2 separate regions of the Sus scrofa genome follow, and region 1 is linked to region 2. The links are chromatin contacts, called in public HiChIP or PLAC-seq maps. All regions are on one chromosome and are shown on one strand. Each heading gives the region's core, a stretch centred on a gene start, on an enhancer-like site or on the middle of the called end of the contact. The rest is flanking DNA. Distances are from core to core; before and after follow the strand shown.

Region 1 (6,630 bases), core at 780-3,279, 1.0 Mb before region 2:
CCGATTCAGAAAGACCGTTTGAGATCTTTTCCCGATTCGGCCAGGCTTGTTGCAGGTTTTCTGGGCTGCAGGGGGTCCTGCCTGGAGCTGGCAGTCCTATGCAGCTGGTCCACTAGGTCTCAGCACCCCCTGGGGTCTTGGGCGGGTAGCAGGGCCCTTGGAGGCTCAAGAGGCTCCTCCCCAGGACAGCCCGACTCAGAAAGACCGTCTGAGATCTTTTCCCGATTCCGCCAGGTTTGTTGCAGCTTTTCTGGGCTGCAGGGGGTCCTGCCTGGAGCTGGCAGTCCTATGCAGCTGGTCCACTAGGTCTCAGCACCCCCTGGGGTCTTGGGCGGGTAGCAGGGCCCTTGGAGACTCAAGAGGCTCCTCCCCAGGACAGCCTGACTCAGAAAGACCGTCTGAGATCTTTTCCCGATTCCGCCAGGCTTGTTGCAGCTTTTCTGGGCTGCAGGGGGTCCTGCCTGGAGCTGGCAGTCCTATGCAGCTGGTCCACTAGGTCTCAGCACCCCTTGGGGTCTTGGGCGGGTAGCAGGGCCCTTGGAGACTCAAGAGGTTCCTCCCCAGGACAGCCCGACTCAGAGAGACCGTCTGAGATCTTTTCCCAATTCGGCCAGGCTTGTTGCAGCTTTTCTGGGCTGCAGGGGGTCCTGCCTGGAGCTGGCAGTCCTATGCAGCTGGTCCACTAGGTCTTAGCACCCCCTGGGGTCTTGGGCGTGTAGCAAGGCCCTTGGAGACTCAAGAGGCTCCTCCCCGGGGGAGCCCGTCTCAGAAAAACCGTCGGAGAATTAGGTCGATCTATTCACGGCCTGGCTAGGCTTGTTCTAGCTTTTCTGGGCTGCAGGCCTTTTCTAGGGGCCTGGTGGTGTTTGGTGCTGCTCTGTGGAAGTGTAGCCCCTCCAAAGGGCAAGCAGGCCTGTGCAGGGAGAGCCCCTGCGGTGGTAGGCTTCAGGCAATTGTTGAGGCCAGCCCTCCTGGATGGCAGGCAGCCCCAGGTTCGGCGAGAGCGTAGGGGGTGGCGGGGGTGGGGGGAGGGAATGCACTGGGAAGCACAGCTTTCTGCTAGCTAGCGGGCCTGTAAGCTTGCTGTGGCGTGGGGGGTATTCTATGGGGACCCACCCCTTCTTCTCTCCCCTCCCCAGCACGGGCGCAGACCAGGCTCTTCTCCCAGGTTCCCTCTGAGGCGGCTTTCCACTTCCCCGCCCCTAGAGTATTGCTCCCTTCCTCTGCGACAGCTTTGTTTTCTAGTCTCCCAGGCAGTCTCTGCCCCGTCAAATGGTTTAGAGACCTCCCAAGCAGTTTCCGCTCTTCCCCGCCCCCTAGCCCGGGGACTAATCTCTGGAGCCGAGGTCTCGGTGCCCAGCCCCCACCCAGGCGGCGCCCCCCGGCCCTTTCTTGGGGACTAACCTTCGGAGGCGAGGTCTCTGTGCCCAGCCCCAACCCAGGCGTCCCCCGGCCCCCTCTCGGGGACCAACCTTCAGAGCTGAGGTCTCGGTGCCCAGCCCCCACCCAGGCGTCCCCCGGCCCTTTCCCGGGGACTAACCTCTGGAGCCGAGGATTCGGTGCCCAGCCCCCACCCAGGCGTCTCAATTTTTGGTGACTGTGCCCGTAGTTCAGATGGTCCGTTGGGTTCTTGATCGTTTTTCCGTACTCCGACTTACTGCTACACTCTTCTCTGCATCTGGAGATTCCTCCCGTTCGTTTGATCTTTCCCCCGGTAGGAGACTTTCCAGGGTGCGGGATCCCTTTCTCCTCCGCAGTTCCCTTTCGGGAGCGCCCGTCCCGCTCGGATTCACCTTCTCTCACTCTCCTCTTTTCTCCCGTTCTGCCCAATAATGTCACGAACTTCTTGCCGTTATTGGAGTTTAGGTTCCTCTGCCAGCGATTGGTTGTTGTTCTGTGCGAGTCATTTCTTCTGTAGATGTGCTTTTTTTGTTGTGTTTGTGGGAGAGGGCGAGCGTGTCCCCCTACTCCTCCGCCATCTTGTCCTCTCTCCAGATGTGTGATTTCTATTTAACCTCTGGATGGCATTGCCAAAATTAACTTGTAAAGAGCTCTATATTTAACTGGCTTAAAGACAAACACTACATAAATCAAGTATACTTGAAGAAATATAGAAACTAATTCAAATGTTTTTCAAGTTCACGTGATGTAGGAAAATCCCCAGTAAATAAAACCTAATTTTGTCGATTTAATTACAATAGGCAAGTCTTTGGTGCTATCAGCATTAAATATAATACTCTTATTCTACCTCGGTTTACTAAAATATAAATAAGCTCATTATCGCTATTGCAGACTTTGTCATCAAGAAAGATAACTTAAAATTAGCTGTTACTGTGTCATGACATTTCCAAGAGCAAATCTAAATGTTGAGCAAGTAGACTAAATACATATGTAAAAGTTATAAATGAACTTTTCAACAATACTTATGTTTCATGGTATGGCTACTTAAAAAGCTTCCAAAATCTTTAACTTGCCTCAGTTCATCTTTCAACAAGGTAAAGTCTCCATTCTGCCTTCATTCAAACGTTTATTAAGTACTTAATGGTGCAGGCAGGAGGTAAAACACGTTCAAAAAGGAATGGAGGTGGCTTCTAGCCCTGGAGGTGCAGGAAGGTAGGTACACTTCAGTAAACTGTGCAGTTAATTTCTGCTTCTTCAGGCAGTTTCTTTTTCTTCCGACTCACAGATTAACAACGAGAGTACGTCCTACAAAAAGAAGCGGTGGAAAGAAGACTGAAGGCATGGGCGGGAGAAAACTAAAATAAACCTGGCTCTAAGCACTCACGTTTCACCTATACTTAACCACCCAGCTCTCTGCGGCCAGGAACCCCACCCAGCACACTGCGAGTGTCATAAATTTACCAACTCCAATTTTTAATAAGAGGCTAACAAGTTAAAAGCAAACTCAAAAGTTCCAAGGGTCGTGTAAGCCAAGGCTGTGTAATTTCATGCTAACTTTCGCTTGAGCATTAAAAAATCAAATCAAATCATCTGCGTAGACATAAAACGGAATTAAAGAGGAACCCAAGGCGACCCGGGGAGTAAAACACGTCTCGCGAGAGTTTGACGAGCCCGAGCCGGGCCCCAAGGAAGTGGGCGTGGGTCCAGGTGGGCGGGGCTCCGGGGATCGCGAGTTTTGGGTCGCGGACCGGGGATCTGCGGCGGCCACGGCTACTGTGACCTCTGGTGGCGGCTGTGACCTTTCTCAGCTCCTTCCTGGCTCGCAGCCATGGCGCAGAAACCGATCCTGCTGCTGATGCTGCTGCTCGGCGCAGCCCCGGTACGCAGCTCCAGCCCTCTGCCGCTGATCGTCAACACTTGGCCTTTCAGGAATGCAACCCAAGCAGGTGCGGGGCGGCAGCCTGTACGGGGACTCTGTTGCGACAGCTTGCGGGAGGGGCGGACCGCCGGCCTTCCCCACCGAGGTGCTGGGAGCCGGGAGGGCGGCGCCGGCCAGAGCCGGCCACGGGTTCCGCAGTCTCGCCTGCACCCGCTACGTCGCGGCGTCTCTTGCAGTTGACCATCCACCCTGTCGCTGCTGCATTTTAGAGCCTCAATTTTTGGACGACTCCCTCTATTCAGCCCCTATAATCACCAGTCACGAGATATTTTCCACTCTGCTGCTGACCTAAAGCAGTTATAGCTTTTCTGCTCAAACTCTTCCACTGAGCTCCTAGGCCGTCTTTTGCCTGACATCTAGTCTTTTCAGGGGTTGTGTTCCCTGCCCACCTCTCTTTTCTAACCCCTTACATCTAACCAATACGGTCTTCTTAAGCTTGACAAATGCCTAATAATTTCCAAAGCGTACTCTTCTTACATTTACATTTACTTTTTTTTTTTTTGCTACATGCTGACATGTATTTTCCACCTGAAATACAGGGTTCCAGTCTTGGTTATACATTAAAGTCATCCTAAGATCTCAAAAATCCTGTCCCTGGGCCCCACCTCCTGAGATTTTGATTTCACTGTGGGAACCAAAGTATCAGATTTTTTGTTTGTTTAAGCTGCCTAAGTGATGTTGATTTGCAGCTAGGATTGAGAACTACTAAACTAAAGTGTCACCTCTTCCCTGATTTACTGTCCTTAGGCTCAATCTGAGTCACATGCCTGTCTTATGTCCTTTGTTGTCATCCTGTACATACTATTATCTTGCCCTTTTCTTATTATTCTGTATACTGTTTCATTCAAGGCATACTTCCCTAGGGGTTGTTTCAGACCTCTTCTCTGCTGTTTGAGGCAGCTAATATCATCTTCTGGGCTGAACTGACTTTAGAACTTGATGGAGCCAAGTTTGCATGCTATAAGCAGTGTATATACTTCAGAAAAAATGAGGAAAAAGGCTGTGAGAGAAACTTCCAGCAATAATGAGACAGAAAAGAAAGTGCAGGGCTCCCAGGCAGGGGACGATTCTGGGTATGTGGCCTCTATTCAATTCTACAAATATACTTGCAAACTTGTCAGTATTCAGTAATGATACTTAAATTCTTACCAATACTAGCATTAACTTTCAAGGAATTCTGTTTTTACAAATGAATAAATTGGCCATTGGAGTTCCCTTGGTTAAGGGAACAGGAGCAGGTTAAGTATCTGGCATTGTCACTGAAGTGGCTCCAGCTGTTGCGTTGGTACAGATTTGATCCCTGGCCTAGGAACTACCACATGCCGTGGGATTTCCAAAAAGGAAATCAACCATTGAAGGGTTTTATTTCCCCCCTTTTTTGATGTGTGGAGCTCTGCAGAGCTTAGTTTAATGCTAAAAGCATGGCCACTGGAGCCGAAAATGACTACTTTTGAATCGTGGCCTCTGCTACCTACTAGCTGTGTGACCTTGACCAAATAACCTCTCTGGGTCTATTTCCTCCTATTTAGAATGAAGACAGTAATTGTACAGTACCTCAAAGATTAAGTGAATTAATTTACTTGAAGTTCACGTTGTAATTATTTGCTGTTACTCTTTGTGACTGAGACTTCCTATGATAGATGTTACTTCAATAAAAACATAGGCATATATATACACATTTTTTTCTTTTTATGGCCGCACCTGTGGTATATGAAGTTCCTGGGCCCTGGGTCAAATTGGAGGTGAAGCTGTGGCCTATGCCACAGCTGTGACAACACGGGATCTAAGCCGTTTCTGCAACCTATGCCATATCTTTAACCCACTGAGCAAGGCCAGGGATGGAACCTGCGTTCTCACAGAGACAGCATTGTGTTCTTAACCTGTTGAGCCACGTGGGAACTCCCATAGGTATATTTTTAAAAATCTGATTATGCAGAAGAAATTGATGAAGCTCTGATTTAATGAATTTTCAATTTGTCTTTTAGTAGCTTAAATTGTAATTTCTTTTTAAACTGAAGGAGAGAATACTTATTTTCTCACACACAGTAGAAGCAGATATTAATAAGTGAAAAACCTCTCACTTTGCATCAGTAGCCAAGTGTTTGATCTCTTCAAGGGAAAGGGTTGTTATACAATTTTGTCTATATCACTCTTCTTTGCTATAACTTAGTGTAAATGTGAAAACATTCTTTAAAATAGGAGTTTTCAGGATATTTTTGGTTTGTTGCATTTGGCATTGAAAGAAAAGTCAGTATATTGGGATCTGATTACCAGCATGGAGGACATTAGCATCTGGAGGTTCTGCGCTGGATGCGGTTGAGAGTGGCTGTGCGGCATGTGAGAGGGAGCAGTGTGATGGCACCGTGGGCTTTGGGGGCAGTCCTGATGAATCTGGAGAGACCACGCTGGATGCCATGATCATGGACGGGTAAGAAGGCCCTTCAGCAGAACCTTGTTTATCTCTGTGTGTTCGCTTCATGTCCAATTACATTTATAGTTGATTAGTCTTCTACTGAGAACAAGGTGGACAAATCTGTAAGTTTTGTTGTAGATCAAAACCCCTAGGGTATTGTACTTGGCCTTTCCAAACACAAGGCGTTTCCTTCTCAAATAAAAAAAATCATGACACTTGCAGCAACATGGACAGACCTAGAGATTATATTAAATGAGGTCAGGTGGAAAAAGACAAATATATATCATGTATTTGTGGCATCTAAAAAAATAATCATGAGTTTATACAAAACAGAAATAGACCCACAGACATAGAAAACAAACTTATACTTACTAAAGGGGTGAGAGGGGGAATAAATCAGGAGTTTGGGATTAACATATACACACTACTATGTATAAAATAAGTAAAGAACAAGGACCTGTATGGCATAGGGAACTATACTCAATATCTTATAAAAACCTATAATGGAAAGGAATATTAAAAAAGAATATATATATGTATGTATGTATAATTGAATCATTTTGCTATATCCTTGAAACTAATAAAACATTGTAAATGAACTCTACCTCAATAAATTTTTTTTTGAAAAAAGAAAGGAAGAAAATCATGATCATCCTAGAAGGAGTACATGGAGTAGGTAGTCTCCTTAGAACAGGGAGCACTCCGAGGTACAAAAACACACCTCTGACCTGGTAAACCATCCTCTACCTGCCAACCATAAATGCTGTGGTTTCCCTGACCTGAAGCCTTAAAACCCCCTTCAAAAGCCCTATTTAAAACTGGCCAGGAGAAACTGAGAATTTCAGTACTTTGAGACTATGTGGTAAATTGATTTTCT
Region 2 (7,036 bases), core at 2,860-5,359:
ACTGCAGCTATTCCTATACTTGGGCTGGGGGTACCTCCTGATCGACCAATGGGAAAATATAAATTGAAAAGGCACTTGATGCACCTACCCTATAGATCATTGTAGCTCAGCTTGGCCCACCTTAAATGTGCTCAGAACACATACATTAATCTACAGTTGGCTGAAATCATCTAACACAAAGCCTATGTTATGGTAGAATTGACTATCTCATGTAATTTATTGAATACTGTACTAAAAGTGAAAAGCAGAACACTTGTATGAGTCCAGAAAGGGTTGTAAGTGTATCAGTTGTTTCCCTATGTAATTGGGTGGTGGCCCAGGAGCTTCGTCTGCTGCTCAGCATCACGAGAGAACATCGGGTGAGGCTGGGCCCTCAGGGAGGTTAGGAGCTCATGGTGTCAGCATCCCGAACTAGACTAAAGGGCGAAAGACACATTTTCTCGAACCCAGAAAAAGACAGGTTTAGCAACCTACATCTGGCTTTTAAAAAAGAAAAGTTTTGGAAGTTCCCACTGTGGCTCAGAGGTAACAAACCCATCTCATATCCATGAGGACTCAGGTTTGATCCCTGGCCTTGCTCAACAGGTTAAGGATCTAGTGCTGCTGTGAGCTGTTGTGGTGTACATTGCAGACACAGCTTGGATCCCACATTTCTGTGGCTATGGCGTAGGCTAGTGGCTATGGCGTAGGCTAGTGACTACAGCTCTGATTCGACCCCTAGCCTGGGAATTTCCATATGCCACAGGTGTGGCTCCAAAAAGAAAGAAAGAAAAAGTTTGGGTTTTTTTGAGAGGGGGAGGTATGCTGTGGACAAAGGAACTAGTGATACCATCTGTCCACATGTCATTTATGTGCCCAAGGCAGTATTTCCAGTCTGTTCCTTCCCCCATATGGAAAAAACTGACATTTTGGATAGATCAACAACAATTATTGGCTTGGATGGCTATTTGGCTTAAGCAGAAGTTGGTGGGTTTTAGAGGATGACTGTGAGTTATTGTCAACTCAGCCAGGAGGTACCTTCAGCTCCAGCTCCTTTTCCCTTTGAGGTATCTTGACTGGCATACACTGCCACTAGCCCTAACAATTGTTCTGCTGCTATCGATCTGCAAAGTACTTTTACCCTCTGTAAAAATATATACAAGAACCATCAAAAGCTTGTTGCTTTTATCTAGCAGGACCAGCAGCGCACGCTCATCATCTTGCTGTAGGTGAAATCAATTTTCTGGCTCTCTGCCAGGAGGTCAGCAGAGGCTTCTGTGTGTCTTGACCTCCCACAAAAACATCCGGCTGGTCTACTTTCTCCCTGACATTGCTGATCTGGCTGTACCAAGTCCCGCAGCTGCCTCAGGAAGGTGTGGATGAGCTAGTGGTAAAGGGAGACTTCATTACAGGTAAGAAGCCATGTATTGTTCAGCCAGAAATCAGAAGTAATGCCATGCATTCAACCAGAATTTAATAGAAGGAAATGGTTATGCAGATGCTGAAGAGTTAAAAGACTAAAACAAGAACACAGGATGAAAAGAGAGAGACCCCTGAGTGCTGGAGATCTGGAGTTCTCAGAAGCTGGAGCTTGGAGGAAAAGTCCTACAGACTGACTTTCGAAGGGGCGCTGGCACAGCGGGTACTGATTCTTGAGTCCCTCACAAAAGGGGTGGGTGGGTGGGTCCTAGATTAAAACGGGGCCTTGGAGTTCTGAGTGCCAGCCCTTCTCAGTGGTCGCTGAAACTTCTGAGAGAGAATGATGAAAACTGCTCCAGGAATGAAAAAAAAAAGTTGGACTCTGGCACCAACTGCCACTGGCCTGGGGACATTGATCTGAACAGTCCTTCTCCCTTCATCTGGCCTCCTAGTCTCACTCTCCAGTTCCCCCCATTGGCCAAATTTGATAAAACTCAGCAAAGGGGAAATCAGACTAAGTTCCAACTCCAGGGGGCAGAACCTGTATGAATGTATATGAAACAGAGATCTATTTGCTTAGCAATTGGCATATTTGCTACAATAAAAATTCTAGCTCCTTATCAAGACTGTTTTCAGTCAAGCCTCAATCTGTGTTCCTAACCTACCTCTCCAGCCATTTACCACCTAAATCTTGGGTTAGCTCAAATCATGAACAGTCTCTCTAACCCTAATCAGTTATTTGTTATTTCCTAAAATTCATTAAAAAAAAAATACTCTCATTACCATAGGAGTTCCCTGGTGGCATAGTGGTTAAGGATCTGGCTTTGTCACTTCTGTGGCTCAGGTTTGATTCCTGGCTGAGGAACTTCTGCATGCTGCAGGCATGGCCAAGCAAAACAAAACAAAATAAAACAAAACAAAAATCCAACAACAAAAAAACCCCAAACCAAAAAAACTCTTATATCATAGATCATATTGTCTGCTTCTGCTCACATAAGTCACTCTGTGTGCAACCATTCCTTCCTTCCGCTCTTCATTCCATAGAGTTCCACAATTGTCTTAGAAGCATCACTCATGTGTACTGAGTGTTTATTATGTGCACACACTGTTCCAGGCTCTTCATTCATTTAACTTGTCAACTTAATCCTCATCTCAACCCTGTAAGGTATTTCCTATTTATTTCCATCTTTTACAAATAAAAAATGGTAAAATAACTTGCCCAAAATCACATAAATAATAAAAAGTAAAGCTGGTGGTCCAAAGCCTGTGTCTTAACCCATTCAAATACTGCTTTACAAGATACACATCAAAGGTCACCTCCTCTGAGGACTCCTGTGCTCTCTCAGGCCAAATCATTTGCTTCCTTCCTGATACCAATATATTTTTTAGCATGGCAGAGCTTTTCAGAGTACATGATCTTTTTTTCAGATACTTATATATCTCTGTACCTTCTATAAATAATCTAGGGTACAGCTGCCTAAAAGAACTTTCTGCAAAGATAGTGATAGTGCAGTCTCTGTGATGTACAATGTGGTAGCCAACAGCCCCACCCAACTATTGAGCTGTTGAATGTAGCCAGTGTTACGCTTCTTCATTTTATTTAAATTTATTTAATATAAAACTGAATAGCTACATGGGGCTAGTAGCTAGGTATTGAATAGTGAAGATCTTATACACAGCAAAGCAGAGGACAGTAATTCCTCAAAATAAGTCCATTCAACAAATGAAAAACTACATTGGACAAAGAAAAAACACTGTACAGCTTCATTTTTGTCTTTCTAATACAGACTCACTCACATTGGTTTACTTTATTAATAAACGTGTACGAATAAGCATTCGACAATATACAGCTCTACTCTTTATATATCTATCCCATATTTCATCTTGCATAGTAACATATCTTCATATTACTTACACATATTATCTACATATCTACTTTTCTGCTGTAAAAGTTTTTAAAAGATTTTAACAACTTTGCTGTGTAAATATTTAGTTTATAATTATCTATGCTTGCTCTGCAATCTTTTTTTCCCTCTGTGTTGTTCACTGATGAATCCCAAGTGACTAGATTAGGGCCTGGCACATAGTAGGGACTCAAAATATTTGTCTAATGAATGACATCATGCATCCTGAGGCATCTTTGTGAAGTGTGAAAATCTAATTTACAAGTTGTTTTCAAATACCATGTAACTTTTATGAATATAATGTAATAATTAAGGAAATTGGTAAATTACATTGTGTAGACATAAAGCATTTATTCATTTTATTTTTGAAGATTTTTTTTTACATTGGCATTTTGGAACAAAAGCCCTATCTTTTCCAATTTCCAAACAAAACCTGTCTTTGTCCTCTGAAACGTTCTCACAACTTCCTCAAAATGCTTGACTGCAACAAGCCTTCAGCTGAGCAGAAACCACAATATTCAAAATGTCAATTTCTAAGGGAAGGCGGGGTGAGGGTGGGTAGCTCTAAATTGGTTACGCTTCAGGCCAATTAAAACTGAGATTGAAAGCTCGGGCCATGTCGAAGCTCCCCGGACCCACGTCCCCTCGCAGTGGGGCCAGGGATGTGCGTGCCCAACCAAGAGCGTCGGATAGTGAAGTGGAGTACGCATGAGGCCCAGGGCGCCTGCGCCGAGGCCCCGCCAACACCAGACCCCGCCCCACCGAGGCCCCGCCCCCGATGCTGCCATAGAAACCCAGAAAGCGACATGGCTGCCACCAGCCGGAAAGAAAGGCTTTTGAAGCTGCCGGCGGCTGCCTTACCCAAGTCACCGTCACTTGCGCCAGGTCCAGCAGCTCCCATCCGAGAGAGGCCTAAGAAGTGGCTGGTCTATCCACAACCACCGAAGAGCTCCCGCATGTCTCCGTCGGTTCTGCGCTGGCTCCAGGGCCTGGATCTCAGCTTCTTCCCTAGGAACATCAGCAGGTGCTGGAGCGGTCGGGCCCTGGCCGCCTGGCGGGCGCATCCGCCGGAGCAGAGCAGTCTCCTGGTCTGCGCCGCCCACCCCGCAGTAACGCAGGGGCTTTCCTGGGATTGCCTTGCCCGCTCTACTCCTTCACTCGTCACACGCACACGCACAAGCACACTCACACACTCGCCCCCTTAGGGAGCTGATCTGCAAAAGGGTGAAGCATTTCATTTATTCAATCAATTCTATCATTCCGTTTTAGACTCAGCTAATATAGAATGCGTTGGTGACAACCCCCAAATAAAATAACCTAGGCTCTTTTTCAGGGACACTGGACATTAGTACTAGTGGGGATCCGTTTACTTTTTATTAGCCATAGCATCTGGTTTGAAGGTTATTGGGGATTGAAAAAGTTGCTCCTTATAACTGAAGCCTCTCTGAGCATAACTGGCAGTTAATACTTGCACTGGGAATGCAAATTGAATTCCTTAAAAATAAAGGTGATGACTTTCATTTTGCAGGCAAGGGCTTTCTCTGGTTTACTGATTTAGGCACTCCTTAAGAAAAACATGCTTGAAATGTTCAGTGCCCCCAGTGGTATCACCTGGGGGCCTTGTTAAAATGAAAATTCAATATGAATTAATAGTTTGGGTTCATAAAAAGAACACCATGGCCTTTGGTGTGTGTCTAATCTTACTCAATCACTACCCCATAGCAAGGCCTCCTCGAAGCAAGGATGCATCAGACTCTACTTTTATAATTATCTTGTCGTCAGTATTGAATATTATATGGGTGTGAATTGATTACAAAATAATACAAACTATATATGTAACTACATTTTATTTCATTTCCTTATTGATATGGATCAGGGATTTTTCCAATGGCTTCTTGATCGCAGAAATATTCTCTATACATTACCCCTGGGACCTTAAGTTGTCATCCTTTCAAAATGGAACTTCTTTAAAAGTCAAGTTGGATAACTGGGCACAATTGGAAAAGGTAAATTAGCAGTTACCGATGCTTTTAACTTTGGAGAAGTTTGTATTTGAAGAGGTGTATTCCTGAGGTCTTAGATTTCTTGAAATGTGTGTTAGTGGCTGGGTGCTAGTTACCCAAAGCCGCTAGGTGGCATTTATTTCCTTGTATTAAAAAGGTTATTAAACTGTAATCTATGTGTCACCTATGAAACAGCATACTCATTTCAAGTCGGAGAGGGAGACCATGGTTGATTTTCTTGCTGAGTAATAATATCATTTAATAATTAACTTGTTAAACCTCAAAATATAAATGGAGGACAAACAGGGGGTGAAAGTGAATTCAAAGTAATTAGAGATATTTATAGAATTTTTTTGGTGAAAATATTTTTTTTCTTCTATTAAAGTTCCTGGCAAGAAAAAAATTTAAATTACCTAAAGAACTAATCCACGGAACTATTCATTGTAAAGCTGGAGTACCTGAAATACTGATACAGGAGGTGTACACCTTGTTAACACATCGAGAGTGAGTTATTTGGAATTTTCTAGTAATACAATTTAATATTAAAGTTGTGACAGTAGAAATCTTATTGCTAAAATGGGAGTTCCCATGATGGCTCAGCAGAAACTAATCTGACTGCATCCATGAGGACACAGGTTTGATCCCTAACCTTACTCAGTGGGTTAAGGGTCATGAGCTGTGGTGTCAGTCACAGACATGGCTCAGATCCTGAGTTGCTGTGGCTGTGGTGTAGGCCAGCCACTACAGCTCCGATTTGACCCCTAGCCTGGGAACTTCCATATGCCATGCGTGTGGCCAAAAAAAAAAAAAAAAAGAAAGAAAGAAAGAAATCTTATTGCTAAAATGTGACTTGTAAACAATATTTTATTTTATTTTTTTGTGTCCAGAATTAAAAGTATTCAGGATGACCTCGTGAATTTCACAGACTACAGTTACCAGATGAAATTGCCCCTGGTTCCTAGGTCGACAGCTTCAAAGTCTATTAAAGATAACATTAGGTTATCAGAATTAATAGGCAACCCCAACAAGCTCACCAATGAACTTAAAGTAGAGTTCCTCTTCCTTTTACAAATGTTGCAAAGAAAATTGAGCAGAAAACTGAATCCACGTAAGTTATCCTTGGAAATAACGAACTGAGTACTTCCAAGCCAGATCCTTAACTCACTGTGCCAGGCCAGGGATCGAACCTGTGTCCCATTGCTCCAGAGAAGCTGTGGATCCCATTTTGCCACAGTGGGAACTCCAGCGAGGCTATTCTTGAACACAGATGAAGGAAAAGCCTGCCACTATTCCTTGTTGCATGGACTGTTGTAATTTCATTTACTGTGACTAATTGTTATTAATTCAGTCATAACTTACTGTCCAAAGACTAATCTCCTCTACTTATTTGGAAAATTATAAATTTCAACTCTAGAAAGTGCTACCCTAGAAATTTTAACACGCATATTTTTCTTAGTCTAAAACTAATATCTTTACTCTCTTCCTCAAACCGTAAGTACTTTAAACACTAGGACAAGGAGCACTCCTTGCCAGCCCTCTACCCCACTTAAGTTCTTTCATTGTTCACCATTTTAGTTTTGTCAAGTTATTTTTTTTAAAACCACAAACCAGGTATCATTATTTTTTTATACCTGATGTTTGCTTACATTTAATCTATTACATCTGTTCATTGGTTCTTGTTGGAATTTCTAGAATGAAACACAAACAAATTCTGTTTGTTTAATCTTCAGG

What was found. HiChIP or PLAC-seq counts read pairs in DNA pulled down with a chosen protein or histone mark.
Region 1: an H3K27ac HiChIP or PLAC-seq map of alveolar macrophages shows a contact between it and region 2. The contact joins the promoter of AGA here to the promoter of SPATA4 in region 2. A contact is called at or near these places in 2 of 2 datasets of contacts at active chromatin or transcription factors (alveolar macrophages and skeletal muscle).

Annotation. Positions count from the first base shown.
Region 1 is chr15:39,709,965-39,716,594 of Sscrofa11.1, reverse strand. It overlaps AGA (N(4)-(Beta-N-acetylglucosaminyl)-L-asparaginase), which reads left to right and starts at 2,029. Exons shown (of 9, transcript XM_001927332.7): 1 at 2,029-3,347; 2 at 5,615-5,768. The coding sequence starts at 3,230.
Region 2 is chr15:38,702,816-38,709,851 of Sscrofa11.1, reverse strand. It overlaps SPATA4 (spermatogenesis associated 4), which reads left to right and starts at 4,109. Exons shown (of 6, transcript NM_001177923.1): 1 at 4,109-4,326; 2 at 5,179-5,308; 3 at 5,691-5,809; 4 at 6,193-6,413. The coding sequence starts at 4,109. LOC110257112 (a long non-coding RNA gene) reads left to right here and starts at 709. Exons shown (of 2, transcript XR_002339354.1): 1 at 709-1,391; 2 at 1,478-1,772.